Linked DNA regions of Macaca mulatta: region 2 is linked to region 1. A link is a contact called in public Hi-C data. All regions are on one chromosome and are shown on one strand. Each heading gives the region's core, a stretch centred on a gene start, on an enhancer-like site or on the middle of the called end of the contact. The rest is flanking DNA. Distances are from core to core; before and after follow the strand shown. Region 1 overlaps UGT2B9*2 (UDP Glucuronosyltransferase 2 family, polypeptide B9*2). Region 2 overlaps LOC708989 (UDP-glucuronosyltransferase 2B18).

Region 1 (4,030 bases), core at 751-3,250:
GTTCAAGTATTTAAAAAATTGTTACACTTTTTAGAAGAAACCTACGTGCAGCCAGCCATCATATGAGAAAAAAAAAAAAAAAAAAAAAAAAAAAAAAAAAAAGCTTAACATCACAGATCATTAGAGAAATCCGAATCAAAATCATGATGAGACAGCATCTCACACCAGTCAGAATATCATGCTGTGGGCGAGGTTGTACAGAAATGGCTTGCTCATACTCTGTTGGTTGGAATGTAAGTTAGTTCATCCATTGTGGAAGACAGTGGTGATTTCTCAAAAACCTAGAGGGGAAAATACCATGAAACCCAGCAACCCCATTACTGAGTATGTAACGAAAGGACCATAAATTGTTCTTTTGTAATGACCCTTGCACAGGTATATTAATTGTAGTACTATTTACAAGAGCAAGGACATGGAATCACCCTAAATGCCCATTGATTACGGGCTGAAGAAAGAAAATATGGTACATATACACTACTGAATATAAAAAAAAGAACAAAATTATGTATTTTGTAGGGATACAGAAGGAGCTGGAGACCATTATCCTTAGCAAACTAGCAATGGGATGGAAATAAAAATATGGCATATCCTCACTTATAAGTGGAAGATGAAAGATGACAACATGTGGACCTATAGACAGGAACAACATACACTGCTGTGTATTGGAGGCTGGAGGGTGGGAGGGGAATGAGGATCAGGAAAAATAATTAACTGATATTAGCCTGAATATCTGGGTGACGAAATGATCAGTACAATAAACCCCCATGACACAAGTTTACCTATGTAAAAAAAACTGTACACGTACCCTTGAACTTAAAATAAAAGCTAAAAATAAAAGTGCAGCACACCAAGTCTTTGCTATTGTGAATAGTGCTGCAATAAACATACGTGTGCATGTGTCTTTGTAGCAGCATAATTTGTAGTCCTTTGGGTATATACCCAGTAATGGGATGGCTGGGTCATATGGTACATCTAGTTCTAGATCCTTGAGGAATCGCCATACTGTTTTCCATAATGGTTGAACTAGTTTACAATCCCACCAACAGTGTAAAAGTGTTCCTATTTCTCCACATCCTCTCCAGCACCTGTTGTTTCCTGACTTTTTAATGATCGCCATTCTAACTGGTGTGAGATGGTATCTCATTGTGGTTTTGCCCTACAACTTAAAGTATAATAATAATAAATAAATTTAAAAAAAAAATGCAGCACACCAACATGGCACAAGTATACATATGTAACAAACCTGCACGTTATGCACATGTACCCTAGAACTTAAAGTATAATAATAATAAATAAATTAAAAAAAAATAAAAATAAAAAATAAAAATAAAAATATTCTAAGAAATGTATAAAAATTTTAACTATTCATTATAATTCTAGTGTAAAAAACTAATTTCATAATGACCTGCGTGCTTCTTTTCTTTTATGTATTTTATATTAGTTTTCATTTTCCAAATTTAATTTGAATGTATTCATTTCTTTTTGAGTAATTTGACAAGTTCACACGTACTTGCTTGTGTGTAGGTTATAATGTTAGAGCCTGTTGTCCCTTGATTGACAAAATAGCAAGAACATAAATAAGCTACTTATAAGAAAGAGATTAATGCTGCAAGGGTAGTATGCATAACTTCATTGGAATTATAAATTATCAAGCACTACTTCCAAAATAAATTTCAAGTGACCATTTTTGACACAAATTTAGAGTATTATCAGTGTTTCTAACTTTGGATACTTTTTGGCATAGAAATGAGGAACCTGTTGGTATCATGAATAAAAATACAGCTGTTGAATAAACTCAAAATTGTAGTTTGCTGAATTTGGTCAACTGATTATTAACACTGAGACAACGTGCTACAAAGCTTTGACAACAGTGATTAATATGTTCTGCTATAGCCAAGACATTTTATGTTTAAGTTACTAATTTTGAAACTGTGTGGGTACTTGGACAAGTTGTCTGTCAGCCTAGGCTGTTCTTTCTCTAAATAGTACCCTGAACATTACTCAGATACACCTCTTCAAAAATGTACAGGAAGTACAAAAGGCTGGATTACACAGCAAGCCTAAACTGCATGATGTATGTGAGACTTTTTGAAATACCTGCTATTGTTATTGTGCTAGTGAAGTTACCTATTAAAATGTAACCTTTTCTGATAACACCAGTAGTGTGTACAGTGTCCTCAGGAATTCTTAAACGAAAGGGTCAAATGACAGGGGGAGAATTTGGTGGTATCTCTTACCTGACCCCAATATCATGGTAATACCAAAACTTCACCTACATTTCTTGAATAAATTTATTCCTGATTATGCTATTAATGCCAAATTTATTATCAATGAACAACAACCTCTGTATTATTTTAGCATTGTTCATGTATATTTTTGATTTTGAACTAATATCTGAGATAATTAGTGCTTACTCAACAGCTAAATTTTTAGTCAGGATGTTTCTTTTTTAATTTTTCATATCCATAAAGTTTATTTTAAAAATGTATAAAAGTAACTATATGGGAATATTTATTAATATACTTAAAAAGTTTGTTCCATAAGTTGAAGTAAATTACATTAGCAATATCTTCCAAACTCCATCTTTACAAAAATAAAACTTCTAGATCCTGAAATGTACTACAGTGGAGTCTATAGTTTAAATTTTTTTTTTTTTTTTTTTTTTTTTTTTTTTTTTTTGAGATGGAGTCTCACCCTGTTGACCAGGCTGGAGTGCAATGGTGCAATCTTGGCTCACTGCAACCTCTGCCTCCTGGCTTCAGGTGATTCTCCTGCCCTAACCTCCCAAGTAGCTGCGATCACAAGTGCATGCCAACATGCCTGGGTCACTTTTTGTATCTTTAGAAGAGATGGGGTTACACCATGTTGGCCAAATTGGTCTCGAACTCCTGACCTCGTGATCCGCCCACCTTGGTCTCCCAAAGCGCTGGGATTACCAGCGTGAGCTACTATGTCTGGCCTATAGTTTACACTTTTAATCACAGGATTGGAATTCATTTTCCTTACTCCCCTGCTCCCCACATGTGGCAGTTATTATTCCTAAATTAACGACATTCAATCGTGTTATACTACCACAGATCTTTAAATAAAGTATATACCGCATAATTACTAACAGAGGCAATCTTCTCCACTTGTCAAGTATTTTATATAAGCATCTGACTTAAAGTGCAAATAGAAATATTACATTCCATAATAGTAAACATTCACCAAGAGCTTCCAGAGTACGATAAGTAATAGAGATGGCCCAAGAATCAGTCAAGTGTTCTTCACTCATTGGATACTGCTGAGATTAGGAAAACTGTTCTGAAGAAAATGATCATAAGTCTTACTTGTATTTCTACAAGGAAACAGTTCTGGATACACATTTTTTTATGAAAACACCTGAAAGTCATTCTAAAGACTATATTAAGCACCATTTTCACTTGCCTGAAATATATTGAGTTAAATTCAGCACTATGTATGAGTGTTAATATCAGAAATTAAAAATAACTCTGGGTCTGAGGTTGCCTTTGGTGGATACATATGGAGCAGTGAGTTCCCACTGATGCTAATAGAAACCACTTGTGCATACCAAGGGTAGGAACTCCCCCAGGGCCACATGCAACCTCTAAGTCTGAGGCACAACTATGACTTCTGTCGGTGGATGCTATACAAGCATATTTAAGGCTATATTTGGCTATAAAGAGTTCAATCTACTCTTTAATATTCTTTCCATGTAGATCACATACACAATTCAAAATTTTATGGGACAGGAGGTGAAAAGTCTCCAAACACTTTTTTAATACCTTTCTCCATACAATTTATTGTCCGCATATTTACATAGGGGAATGTTCATACTTAAAAACATTTTTTTTTTAAATGCAACCACAATTTTCAAACTTATCACTGTTTCTCCAGGAATATCCTTGTTCTAATTTTTCAACTTTTGGCCAACTTCACAGTTGTTAGAAGTTTCTATAATTGGATTACTTACAAACTTTAGCAGCCTCTTTCAGTAGTTTTCCACACCAGTAAGACACTTCATCTTACC
Region 2 (4,030 bases), core at 412-2,911, 90 kb before region 1:
CACTGACTTGCATTCAAATCTTTCTGCAAGTTAGTAACAACAGCTAATAGTAGTAATTATCACTATTGTACTACTAGCCCTCCTTTTTCTTGTCCTTCTACAAGTCCTACTCTCTTCCCCTTCCTACTGACACTATCGGTTTCCCTTAGTGTGAGTGGGAAAATCTTTCAAGAGTAGGGCAGGGTGGCATAGATTTTTCATTAGTCTTACCTCAGCTTTTGTCTCTTGAGAAAGTTATCATATAAAGCCCATGCAATTTGCATTCAACATAGATACTGAGTTTTAACAATGGAATAAAATCTCAGTTTTATGTACACAAAAATGGTCTTTTAAGAGATTACTTAATAATGTAATAAAGAATGCTTGCTTTGTACACATGTTTCAAAAGTGTGATATGAATTTAAAATATATGAGTTTATTGTGTTCTTTCATAAAGAATATAATCTTATATGCCGACAGAATTTTTTTGGTACTGAAACTAAGGGCACTATTCTGATACAAGTGGTATAAATTATTTGGTCTTTATTATACATGCATTGTTCATTACCTCTGTGCTTCTCTGTCAGGCAGCTATGATGTTGAGACAAGTTGCCACAGGAAACTTTAATGAGTTGCTTGTCATATGGCAAAAATCATCTGCTTTCATAGGGTATGTTTATGCTATAGTATGTAAACCTCTGGGGTCTCAACGAAGAATGATTTAAATGCTTTAGTGAGATCAAATGAACACTGAATTTGTTTGCAAATGTTAAAGGAACACATTTATATTGTTGAGAAAGTGTTTTAAGCTGCAATACTGGTGAAGATCCTTATTACCTGTGGTAGAATTTTAGAATTTCAACTAGCCCATCTTAACTGTCAAAACTGATATGTCTACTTTTAATCAAGTCCACAAGGTATCTGTCAACTATGACTTTGCAAGATAATATAATTTTGATGTACTAAACAATCTGGTTCTATTAAATGAAGAACGATATCTCAAGTGACTTGCACATGTTAAGTAATTAGTAGTGTTAGTAATAATAAAATAATAATTGCAAAATTAATGATATTTCTGAGTAACTGACTATAGGCCAGAGATAAATTACTAATATAAAACCCTCCCTCACGCAGGAAAATACACTAATATTTATACACCTTTCCCCCATCCTCCCCCTATCTCTTAACCCTAATATTATGCTATCTTGTAAATATAGTTTAACCAAACATTAGATTATGAATCTAACTATAGAAGCCTACTACTTCTTATTTACTGCGAAAGTTCGCAGAAATTGCTAATTCATGCCCCCATGTTTAACAACATGGCTCGCTTAACTTTTAAAGGATGAAAGTTATCCATTGGTCTTAGGAACCAAAAATATTGGTGCAACTCCAAATAAAAGTAATAACCATGTATACCTCCATTACCATAATAACCTTGACCTCCTTAATTTCCCCTGTCCTCATTACCTTTATCAACCCTAGCAAAAAAAAACCTATACCCATACTATGTAAAAATAATTATTATATCCACCTTCATGATCAGCCTTCTCCCTACAACAATATTTATACGCCTAGACCAAGAAACCATCATCTCAAATTGATGTTGAACAACAATTCAAACACTAGAGCTGTCACTAAGTTTTAAACTAGACTACTTTTCCATAATGTTTACTCCAATTGCACTATTCATCACTTGATCCATCATAGAATTCTCACTATGATACATAAACTCAGACCCCAAAATTAATCAATTTTTAAAATACCTACTCATTTTTCTCACCACTATACTAATTCTAGTTACTGCCAACAATATCTTCCAACTCTTTATTGAATGAGAAGGTGTAGGAATTATATCCTTCCTTCCAATCAGCTGATGATATGCCCAAACAGACGCTAACACTGCGACCATCCAAGCAATCTTATATAACCACATCGGCGATATTGGCATCATCCTAACCCTAGCCTGATTCCTCTTACACTACAACTCATGAGACCCTCAACAAATACTTATCCTAGACTCCAATTCAAATTTCCTCCCACTAATAGGCCTCCTCTTAGCAGCAACAGGAAAATCAGCCCGACTCGGTCTCCACCCCTGACTTCCCTCTGCTATAGAAAGTCCAACCCCGGTCTCAGCTCTACTCCACTCCAGCACTATGGTTGTAGCCAGAATCTTCCTACTCATCCACTTTCACCCCTTAGTAGAAAGCAACACAACAATTCAAAGTCTCACACTATGCGTGGGAGCCATTACCACCCTAATCACAGCAATCTGTGCCCTAACACAAAATGATATCAAAAACATTGCAGCCTTCTCCACCTCAAGTCAACTAGGCCTAATAATAGTTGCTATTGGCATTAATCAACCATATCTAGCATTCCTACATATCTGCACTCATGCTTTCTTCAAAGCCATACTATTTATAAGCTCCAGATCTATTATTCATAACCTCAACAATGAACAAGATATTTGAAAAATAGGAGGATTATTTAAAACAATACCCCTCACCTCAACCTCCTTAATCATTGGTAATCTAGCACTTACAGGCATGCCTTTTCTCACAGGCTACTCCTCCAAAGACCTCATCATCGAAACTGCAAACACATAATATACCAACACCTGAGCCCTATCTATTACTCTCATTGCCACCTCCCTAACAAGCGCCTATAGCACCTGAATCATCCTTCTCACCCTAAAAGGACAACCCCACTTCCCAACCCTAATCAACATTAATGAAGGCATTCCTACCCTATTAAACCCAATTAAACACCTCACAATCGGCAGCATAATCGCAGGGTTGCTTATTACTAACAGTATCTCTCCCACTTCACTCCCTCATACAACAATTCCACTCTACTTAAAACTCTCAGCCCTAAACGTAACTGCCCTAGGATTCCTAGTAACCTTAGACCTTAGCCTCATAACCAACAAACTTATAATAAAAACTCCACTATACATGTTCAATTTCTCCAACATACTAGGATTTTATCCTACTACAATCCAACGCATAACCCCCCACCAAAACCTGCTTATAAGCCAAAGCCTAGCTTCTATCTTACTAGACTTAATTTGACTAGAAAAATCTATATCCAAAACAATCTTACAAACCCAGGTTGCCGCCTCCATTGTCACCACCACTCAACAAGGTATAATTAAACACTATTTCCTCTCCTTCCTCATCCCGCTTACCCTAGCCTTGCTTGCAATTATGTAGTCTGTTACCCCAAGCAATCTCAATCACAATATACATACTAAAAATAATGTCCAACCAATAACCACCACCAACCAAGGGCCATAATCATATAAAGCACCCGTGCCAATAGAATCCTCTCGAATCAACCCTAACCCTTCCCCCTCAAAAACCACTCAAACCCCATGTTATTAAAATTAACCACTACCACCAATCCATCATACTCTGATGCCCATAAAACTAAACCCACTTCCATTACTAACCCCACCAAAGCACTCCCCAAAACTTAAGTCCCTGAGCTCCATGTCTCAGGGTACTCCTCAATAGTCATTGCCGTAGTATAACCCAAAACAACCATTATACCCCCCAAATAAATAAAAAAGATCCACTAAACCTATATAAGCTCCCCGTAATTCAAAACAATAACACAACCAACCACAGCACTAACAACGCCAATCCCCCATAAATAGGAGAAGGCTTAGAAGAAAAACCTACAAAACTCATAACTAATAGTGCACTTAACAAGAATAAAGCGTATGTCATCATTCCCACATGGACTGTAACCATGAATAATGATATGAAAAACCATCGTTGCATTTTAACTACAAAAACACTAATGACCGCAACATGCAAATCCAACCCACTAATAAAAATAATCAACCACTCCCTCACTGATCTCCCCACTCAATCCAACATCTCCATGTGATGGAATTTTGGTTCACTTCTCGGTACCTGCCTAACCCTCCAGATCATCACAGGCCTCTTCCTAGCAATACACTATTCGCCAGATATCTCCTCCGCCTTCTCCTCAATTGCCTATATCACCTGAGATGTAAATTATGGCTGAACCATCCGCC

The links. Hi-C and Micro-C count contacts between places; a contact is called where the count stands out from the background.
Region 2: a contact with region 1 is called in a Hi-C map of fetal cortical plate, with 5 times the contacts expected there. The contact joins two enhancer-like sites. A contact is called at or near these places in 3 of 14 Hi-C or Micro-C datasets (fetal cortical plate, fibroblasts and sperm).

The regions. Positions count from the first base shown.
Region 1 is chr5:64,775,666-64,779,695 of T2T-MMU8v2.0, reverse strand. It overlaps UGT2B9*2 (UDP Glucuronosyltransferase 2 family, polypeptide B9*2), which reads right to left. Exons shown (of 6, transcript NM_001033027.1): 3 at 4,030. Among named protein-coding and RNA genes, the nearest start is that of UGT2B9*2, 9.5 kb to the right of the region's middle. Within about 2 kb of position 2,000, at least 2 of the 40 cell types and tissues checked have an H3K27ac peak or open chromatin away from gene starts, as enhancers often do.
Region 2 is chr5:64,865,817-64,869,846 of T2T-MMU8v2.0, reverse strand. The region is part of intron 2 of LOC708989 (UDP-glucuronosyltransferase 2B18); the gene reads right to left. Among named protein-coding and RNA genes, the nearest start is that of UGT2B9*2, 100 kb to the right of the region's middle. Within about 2 kb of position 1,661, at least 2 of the 40 cell types and tissues checked have an H3K27ac peak or open chromatin away from gene starts, as enhancers often do.